Regions from separate parts of the Gossypium hirsutum genome. Here region 1 is linked to region 2. A link is a contact called in public Hi-C data. All regions are on one chromosome and are shown on one strand. The core of a region is the stretch at or near the end of the contact, and the rest is flanking DNA. Distances in the headings are between cores, read along the strand shown. Region 1 holds the start of LOC121221115 (binding partner of ACD11 1). Region 2 has its middle 11 kb from the start of LOC107888623.

Region 1 (3,994 bases), core at 817-3,316, 88 kb before region 2:
CTGTTAAAGAGACTTGTGTCCACATTTAATCAGGTCGTAGATACCAAGTATCTCATAATAAAGCATTTCAGACAAAAGAACTCTTGCTTCTGACTTTTCCTAAAATAAGTACAATAAGTAAAATTAAACAGCTTGATCATAAAAAAACATTGATTTTCCATAAACAAACAAGATTAAGATTATCAATGATCCAACAAGAAATCAGTTCAGACAAAAGACTTCTTAGCTTTTGTCTTTTTCTTTTAGCCCTCAAAGAAAAAGTAAATTTGTAAGCACTCATTAGCTCAAGAAATATGTCACAAGCATGGAAAAATGGAACTTGCAGTAAATTCGTACAGAATTAAGAATCATATTCATTAATAGCATCAGAAATATCAAGTACCAAACAAGAAAGCATTTCAGACAAAAAGAGCCCTCGCTTTTGACATTTTTCCTAAAGGAGTTGACAAACAATAAGTAAAATTAAACAACTTGAACGTAAAATCTTCCTTGATTCAAGAAACTTGTCACCATAAAGGAACTTGCTGCTAAGTACATTTGTACGGATGAGAGAAATTCTACTCAAAAACATTGATTTTCCACAAAAACCGAGATTGAGATTACCAATTATCCAACAAGAAATCATTTCAAGCAAAAGATTTTGTAGCTTTTGACTCTTTTCCCCCCTCAACAACAAATTTGCAAATGCACAACAAATATGAAAAAAATCATGAACATACAACATCATAGAGAGTGATTTTTGGGGTTTAGTCCAAAACCAGAAACAGAGAAGCAACAGATACCTGATAATTTCAATATGCACAATTGCACCACAGTATGCGAAAAAGTCACAAAGATCCTTCTCGGTAGCTTTTGGAGATAAGCTCGTAATTTCAGCCGTGTAACCTCCAGGGTACATTGTCTTAAACTGAGATAAAATCAGCCAAAAAAGAACCTATTTAAAGGTATTTAAATAAAATTTTAGAAGCACACATAGAAGTAGCTTGATAATGCAGATATCATCATTGTTCATTCAATACTTTATAATTCCGAAACCACAGCAATCCCAAGGTACAAGGATACTTATGGATGATTTTGAGGTAAACAGTTCTCAGTGGTCATAACAGCCAAGCTCTCTCATCGATAGATCGTTTCATAGGTATAAAATGAAAGCCAAAAATTCATGGGTTCTTCTAAAGTCAAATGAAAAATACTAATATGGTTGCTGATTTTCTAGCATTGATTAGCCTTATTTCAACATTAACATAATTAAAGATGCCAAAGCTATTTTACCAAACTCAGTAATCCCAAGTAAGGTGCCTTAATCTACTCCAAGATCTGCTTGAATACACCCCAATTAATCTTAGTTCAAGTCAAAAGTAAAAAGGGGATGAGTTTTAGGGACAGCCATAGCCCATATAATCCTCCAAAGTGAAAACTTTAAATTGGCTTTCATTGTAAACAATGTAAACTTTAAGCAAGATTATCGAACTTTTGGCTAAAGTTCAAAAAAGGGTTCAACCTACAATAAAGAATACTGATAAATACCTAACTATATAAGAAAAAAATCCATTTTCAAGCTTCCTTTACGCTTGATGAAAGAAAAAAATATCATGGGGTATCAACAATGGGGGCAATTAATGAGTGATAGAACCAACTTTGTCCACCAAATATCAATTAAAGGTCAGCTTGACACTAATTATTTGGCAAGCATGTATTCATTGAGATTCTTGAAATAAGTGAAACTTATTGAAAACCCAGAAAGTAAAAAAAAGGAAAACTGAATTCATTAAAACCCTTAATGCATTCAAGAAAGTAAAGGAAAAACTGATCAAATAAGGTGAAAAAAAAAACTGGGTATCACTGAATTTGCTAGAAAAGAAGGAAAATTGAGAAAAGATTGAAGCTTTATAAAAATTATGATACATTTACATACCTGTTTTTTAGTTGTTGATGATGATGAATCAGATGATTAAGAGCTTAAGCATGGGAAAGAAGGGGAAAGAGAGATAGAGACAACTAACCAACATAAACACTGGCATGCTGATCTTTCCAGATAGCTATAAAACCCCCACTCTCACTAATGGAGCGTGCATTTCAACAAAGAAATTTTGTTTGCATTTTAACTTTTACTAAAAAAAAGGGTAAATTTATCTTTATACCTTATTTGTTAAAAACTTCTGTGATTGATGGAATAATTAGATAATTACACGTGGTATAATTATATCTCATTTTGATATATAAGGATAAAAAATGACCAATTTGCTCTTTGATCTAATGTATAAAGACTAATTTGTTTTATTTTTGAAATAGTGAAGACAAAATGTAATATAATTCCTAGTGTCATAGACCCTGTGACACTGGTACAAGGATCTTTATAATACTTTTATCATTTATATTTGATGCACAATAATGTATAAGTCAATAACTCAAATTTTAAATAAAAATAAAAATAAATTACATACATGTTCTATTTTTATACAAAATTTACATTCATTTTTAATGATTTGTTTATTTGATTTATTAATCGTGCATAATTTATTGGAAAATAAATATTGAGTATAATATTTTGTAAATGACTTTTTTTTCTTTGTTTAGAGCAAAAGAAATTTATAGGAATACGTTGCTTGAATGAAATTTATAATCTATATTTATTATTATTATTATTATTATATATGACTTTAAACTAATAACTTTGTTATTTCTTTAAATGGCGCGTGAAATCATTTCCTTTATAAAGGAGCGTTAACGATCTCTCCCCTAATTGGTTGAGTAAAATGACCATTTAAGCCACGTTGCCGGATTTCCGCTACTCCATTGGCCGGGAATCTAGTTTTGGCCCCGTAACTGATGCCAGTTAAACGCTACCGTTTAAATACATCTAAAATGTCAAATTTAACCTAAAGCCCCTACATTTTTCTCTATTTCCCTTTCTTACCACTAACTTTTTTAGAATTTCCTTTTACATAAAAAATTCAGATAATCATATCTTTACAAATGGTAATATTTTAAGAATAGTATATGTTAACTCTATTTTAAAATTAGGCATAACAAAAAATTTAGCTCTAAAATTTTTAATTTTTATCTATTTGGCCCATACATTTTTTTTCCTTTATAGTCAACGGAAAAAATCGTTGGTGAAAGAGATTAATTAATGGATTTTTAACATCTAAGAGCTTAATTAGGTACATTTTTCTTGGAGGAGCTGAACCAATTGTAAAGCTCAAATGCATTAAGAGGAGAGTCGAATTGGTGATTAAAATTTTGAGGAAAGATGGCAAATAAAAATTGACACAATGATTTAAAGTAGTTTGATCTCAATTGTCTACATCCACTAGCTTAACTTTTTACAATTAAAGATTTTCCAAGTCCACTAATTTCAAACCTTTTAAGGATAATGCTTAACCTTTATAACACCATCTTTTAAGTAATACGATAAAGCCATTCCCCTTTTAAAGTTTTCTACCCAGAACTTCAAGTAACCTCTCACTAATTTGAGAAGTGAAATTGAAACAAGGAGTACCTCTTAAAGGTTGATATAAAATTATTCAAGCTTACTCGAATAAATTAAAACATTTAAAATAATGAAAGAGAATGAAACCTCAAGTGTGTACAAGGGTAATATGAGAATTACAAATAAAAGATTGAATTTTTGCACAATAAGCTTTGTAAACTTGTTTCTTCTCTACTTCTTGATGTTCTTGAACTATATTTATATCTTCTAAATGAAATCTAGTTGTTTGGAGTAGTTAGAGGGAAAATTGAGCTGTTGAAGACATCTACTCGAGTATTAAATGCAGTTGTAAAGGCTTATATCCCGATACCATGACATTAGGTATTGATACTTTGCTTTAAACAATAAGATCGTTGGAGCTTTAGGTACCAGACCCTTAGGCCATGATCTAGTACCTTAATGTTGAGGTCTAATACTTCCTCATTTGGGGTTCAATACCCCTAAATACCCCAAAAATTACTTGGTTTGCTAGATATTAAACCCAAGAAGGAGGGATCTGAT
Region 2 (3,894 bases), core at 1,370-3,869:
TTTTTACATAAATGAATCGTTAGAAATTTTTAATTTATGTCAAACTTGATATGTCTTATCTACGTAAATAGAATATAAAATATGTTGGACTATTCCAAAAAAAAAAATTAAAGCCACCTTTTAAAATTTTATAATGTATAAATAGGATGGATTAAAAAGTAATATCTTTTTAAAATATTTATAATACTAATTTATTTTTTTCATGCATTAGAGGATCTCAAACTCATACACCCAAACATGCACCTATCTATCTTACCATATAGGCACAACTTGCAAAGCAATCCCACTACTTTTGAGATATGGTGAACACCCTTGACCAATAAAATTTGAGATAATAGATACGATAGTTAATAATTATTTTGATGAATTTAAATGTATTAATTAAACGTAATAAATTATCTAATATGAATATAGTAAAAAGGACACTTAAGATATTAGTTAACAAAATACACCATTATTAAAGTTATTGATTAAGTTAATGTCACAAATTAACTAGACACCAACTCAGATTAAAAAAAATTTAAAAAAATTCAAATGAAAAAAGATGGATTAATAACCTTATAAGAGAAATTTAATATTTATAAAAAAAAACTAAATATTCACTCTTCTACTTTTTCTCTCTAATTTTTTTAATTAATTATTTACATTTTTATTTTTTATCAATAATCATTATTTTTTTTAAAAGATCATAAATTAAATATTTTTTTTCTAAAGTTAGATTGATGAATGAATATTTGGATTAAATATTTTGTGTATATATATTGTTATATAACTATTTTTTATTTTATATTCAAATTTATTAACAATAGTTGGACTATACTAAATATAATTAATTTTATTTTTTTCTATTACATTAGAAGAATACAAAAAAATATCTTATATATTGATAATGAATTTTTTTATATTTTATATCTAAATTAAAAAAAAACTAATTAGTAGTAAAGGGTTCTTTTTTTTTTTCCTTTAGTTTCTTCTTTTTGCTTGAAAGGATTAGAATTAAGCTTAATTACTACTCCAAAGATTTATCACTTAATCCTCTAAGTTAGGGGTAAAGGTGATTATGAATCAAGCTGAATTAGATTTAGATTCATTCATCATAAATATTTATCCAAGGTCAATTGAATCCAATTTACTTCTTTTAAATTGATATCTATGTTTGGATTTGAACAAAATAAATAAAAATTAAAGAGTAGGTACACTAGTCTCCTAATGGGAAGGAAATAAATATGTTGATTTTCATGTAGTGTAGTAGAAAAGAAAATGGAGAACAAGGAAAAAGACACTTAGGTAAATCTTTATTTATATAGATAAAGCTTGAGCTCCTCTATACCATATATATATATATATATATATATAATTTTGGGATTTAAAGTTAATTCATTACATATTAATGGAAGCTAAAACTATTTGAAGAAATTTATTTATTTTAGCATGGAATATTTTTATTTACAATTATTTTCATTATCCTCAAAACCTCTTTTATATATATTAGTTAAAAAAAAGTAAGAAGATAATGAAAAATAACTATCAATAATTGATAATCTTTGACTCTAAGAAAAAGAACATTAATTTTGTTTATTATATTGTCTATGCTTAGTGCTTACACCAATTTGCATTACTCTAAAATTACCCACTAGTGTCAAAAAAGTGTACTTTTTGTAATTTAAAGGGTGAAAAATGTATTCAAAATTTTAGTGGAATTTTTAAAATTAAGTAAAGATTATAATTATATTATATTTGATATAATTAATCTTGTTTTTAAAATTATTTATTTTTTAAATTTTATTTTATTAATTTTAATTTTTTTTTTGTATATTTTTTATAAAAATTAAATATAAAAATTTGGATATCTCATTCTTTTAACAAAAAAGAGATAATTTAATTTTAAAATAAAATCAATTTAACATTTTTCAACATTAAATGATACATGTCTATTTAACAACGAGAAATTATTTTATGGACCCTTCCAACCACATCATCTATTGTCCCTTCCCAATCATTTAATGTCATTTCAGCAATTTTTTTCATGTCATTAACACATAATTTTGATAATTTTTTTACCCTGGACCTCAAATCTTGAACCCAAAAATTTGAACCCTAAACCTGAACCTTGAACCCAAACTCAAACCCGAGGTTCAAGGTTCAAGGTTTAAGTTTAGGGTTCAAGGTTTGAGTTTGGATTTGAGATTCAAGGTTCAGAGTTTGAGTTTAGTGTTTCGAGTTCAGGGTTTAAAGTTTGAAATTTGAGTTTAGGGTTGGAGGTTCAATATTTAGGATTCAGAGTTTAGGGTTCATGGTTCGATATTCAAGATGAAAATAATTCCAAAATTATGTATCAGTGACATGGAAAAATTTGCTAAAAGGATATTAAATAATTAAAAATAGACCATAGATGACATGGTGGAAATAGTACATAAAATAATTTCTCATCTAACTACTTATTTTATTTAAATTTTTAAAAATATTTAATAAAATTACCAAATACATTTAAGAAAATATCATTTCATTGAAAATAAAAAAAATTCAATAATTTATTAAACATCCCCTAAATTTAAGAAACATTATAAGGCTTGGGGATCTGGGTTGGACTAGTGTGGAGTGAGTTCACAATAGGCTAAACCCATGGCTGAGACCAGTTTGGTCCCATAACTAAGTTAGGGTAGAAGGCTAGGCTTAGCCCATATAACCTACTTGGTTGGACTTTCGTCTTTAATTGGATTTTATTTAGGTAAAAACTAAATTAGAAATGAAATTTCTTAATTAAATTGACTATAATAAATAAATTTATGTTTTTTTATACCATACTTATTTCAACACATTGTTGTACGCAAAACAGATTGTGGCACTGAGGGATTTCTATGAGTCCTCAAAAGAGGACGCTTATGGAAACAATTTTTATTCAAATATTAATTGGTCGTGTATTAATAGACGATATATATATGGGTCCGCGGTGCATTGCCATTCGAAATCAAGATATTGGGCTTAGGCTTGTCGATCGATTCAGAGCCTTTCAAACACAATCAATATCTACTTGAACTCCCTTTACTTGTAGGAGTACATATTGAATTTTTCGATTATGTTATGGTCGGAGCCCGACTCGCAGTGACCTAGTTGAAGTGGGAGACTATATATAATTTCTCTCGAACTCTTATAATTAGAGAAAAATTATACTTAAATACGTAAAAACTCATCTCTCTTTATTGTTACAATAACAAAAGTATTAATCGAAATAAATTGATGAATTTATATTTTTAAATGTTGAATCAGAAATTGATTAAATATATATATATAAAATTATAACTTGGGATGGTTTGATCCAGTTGATGTCTAGGACCTGACCCATCACTTTGACAAGAATTCAAAACTAAACCATCAAATACCACAATACAAAATTTTGATATACACAAATTAATCTGTCATTAGCTTAATTAGAGAAATGATAATAAAAATCTAATTTTATATATAAATTTGTAAAAATGTTTACTCTTTTATATTTTTAATTAAAATTTATAAATAAACTTATTTAAAATATTAACTATACTTTTTAATCATCAAAATATCTTTTGTTAATTTAGTTCTTATTTCTTTTTTTGAGCTAAATTTGATATTCAACCTTTTAAAAAAAAGTCAAATCGTGTTTTTAACGAAAATGTTGACTAAAAAGTTATTATTTTTAAGAATGTTGATTGGCAACCCATATGTTAGTTTACGAATACTTCATGCTAACATGACACTATTTGTTTTATGTGTCACACCAACAAATAATTTCAAAATTATAAAAATATTCAAAATAAAATAAAAGGTCCACAAAAATTCAAAAAAAAATACACATGGAGTGTCAATGTGTCATGTGGCCTACCATGTTTAAAAATTTAACGTTTAAGCCAATAGTTT

The links. A called contact is a pair of places that touch in the nucleus more often than the background predicts.
Region 1: a Hi-C map of leaf shows a contact between it and region 2, with 2.3 times the contacts expected there. The contact joins the promoter of LOC121221115 here to the enhancer-like site in region 2. A contact is called at or near these places in 18 of 34 Hi-C or Micro-C datasets (anther, callus, fibers and 4 more).

The regions. Positions count from the first base shown.
Region 1 is chrD09:6,176,040-6,180,033 of Gossypium_hirsutum_v2.1, reverse strand. It overlaps LOC121221115 (binding partner of ACD11 1), which reads right to left and starts at 2,066. Exons shown (of 5, transcript XM_041101616.1): 1 at 1,916-2,066; 2 at 783-907. The coding sequence starts at 898.
Region 2 is chrD09:6,088,691-6,092,584 of Gossypium_hirsutum_v2.1, reverse strand. No RefSeq gene overlaps it. Among protein-coding and RNA genes, the nearest start is that of LOC107888623, 11 kb to the right of the region's middle. Within about 2 kb of position 2,619, at least 1 of the 9 cell types and tissues checked has an H3K27ac peak or open chromatin away from gene starts, as enhancers often do. A contact at or near this core is called in leaf, where this site is marked.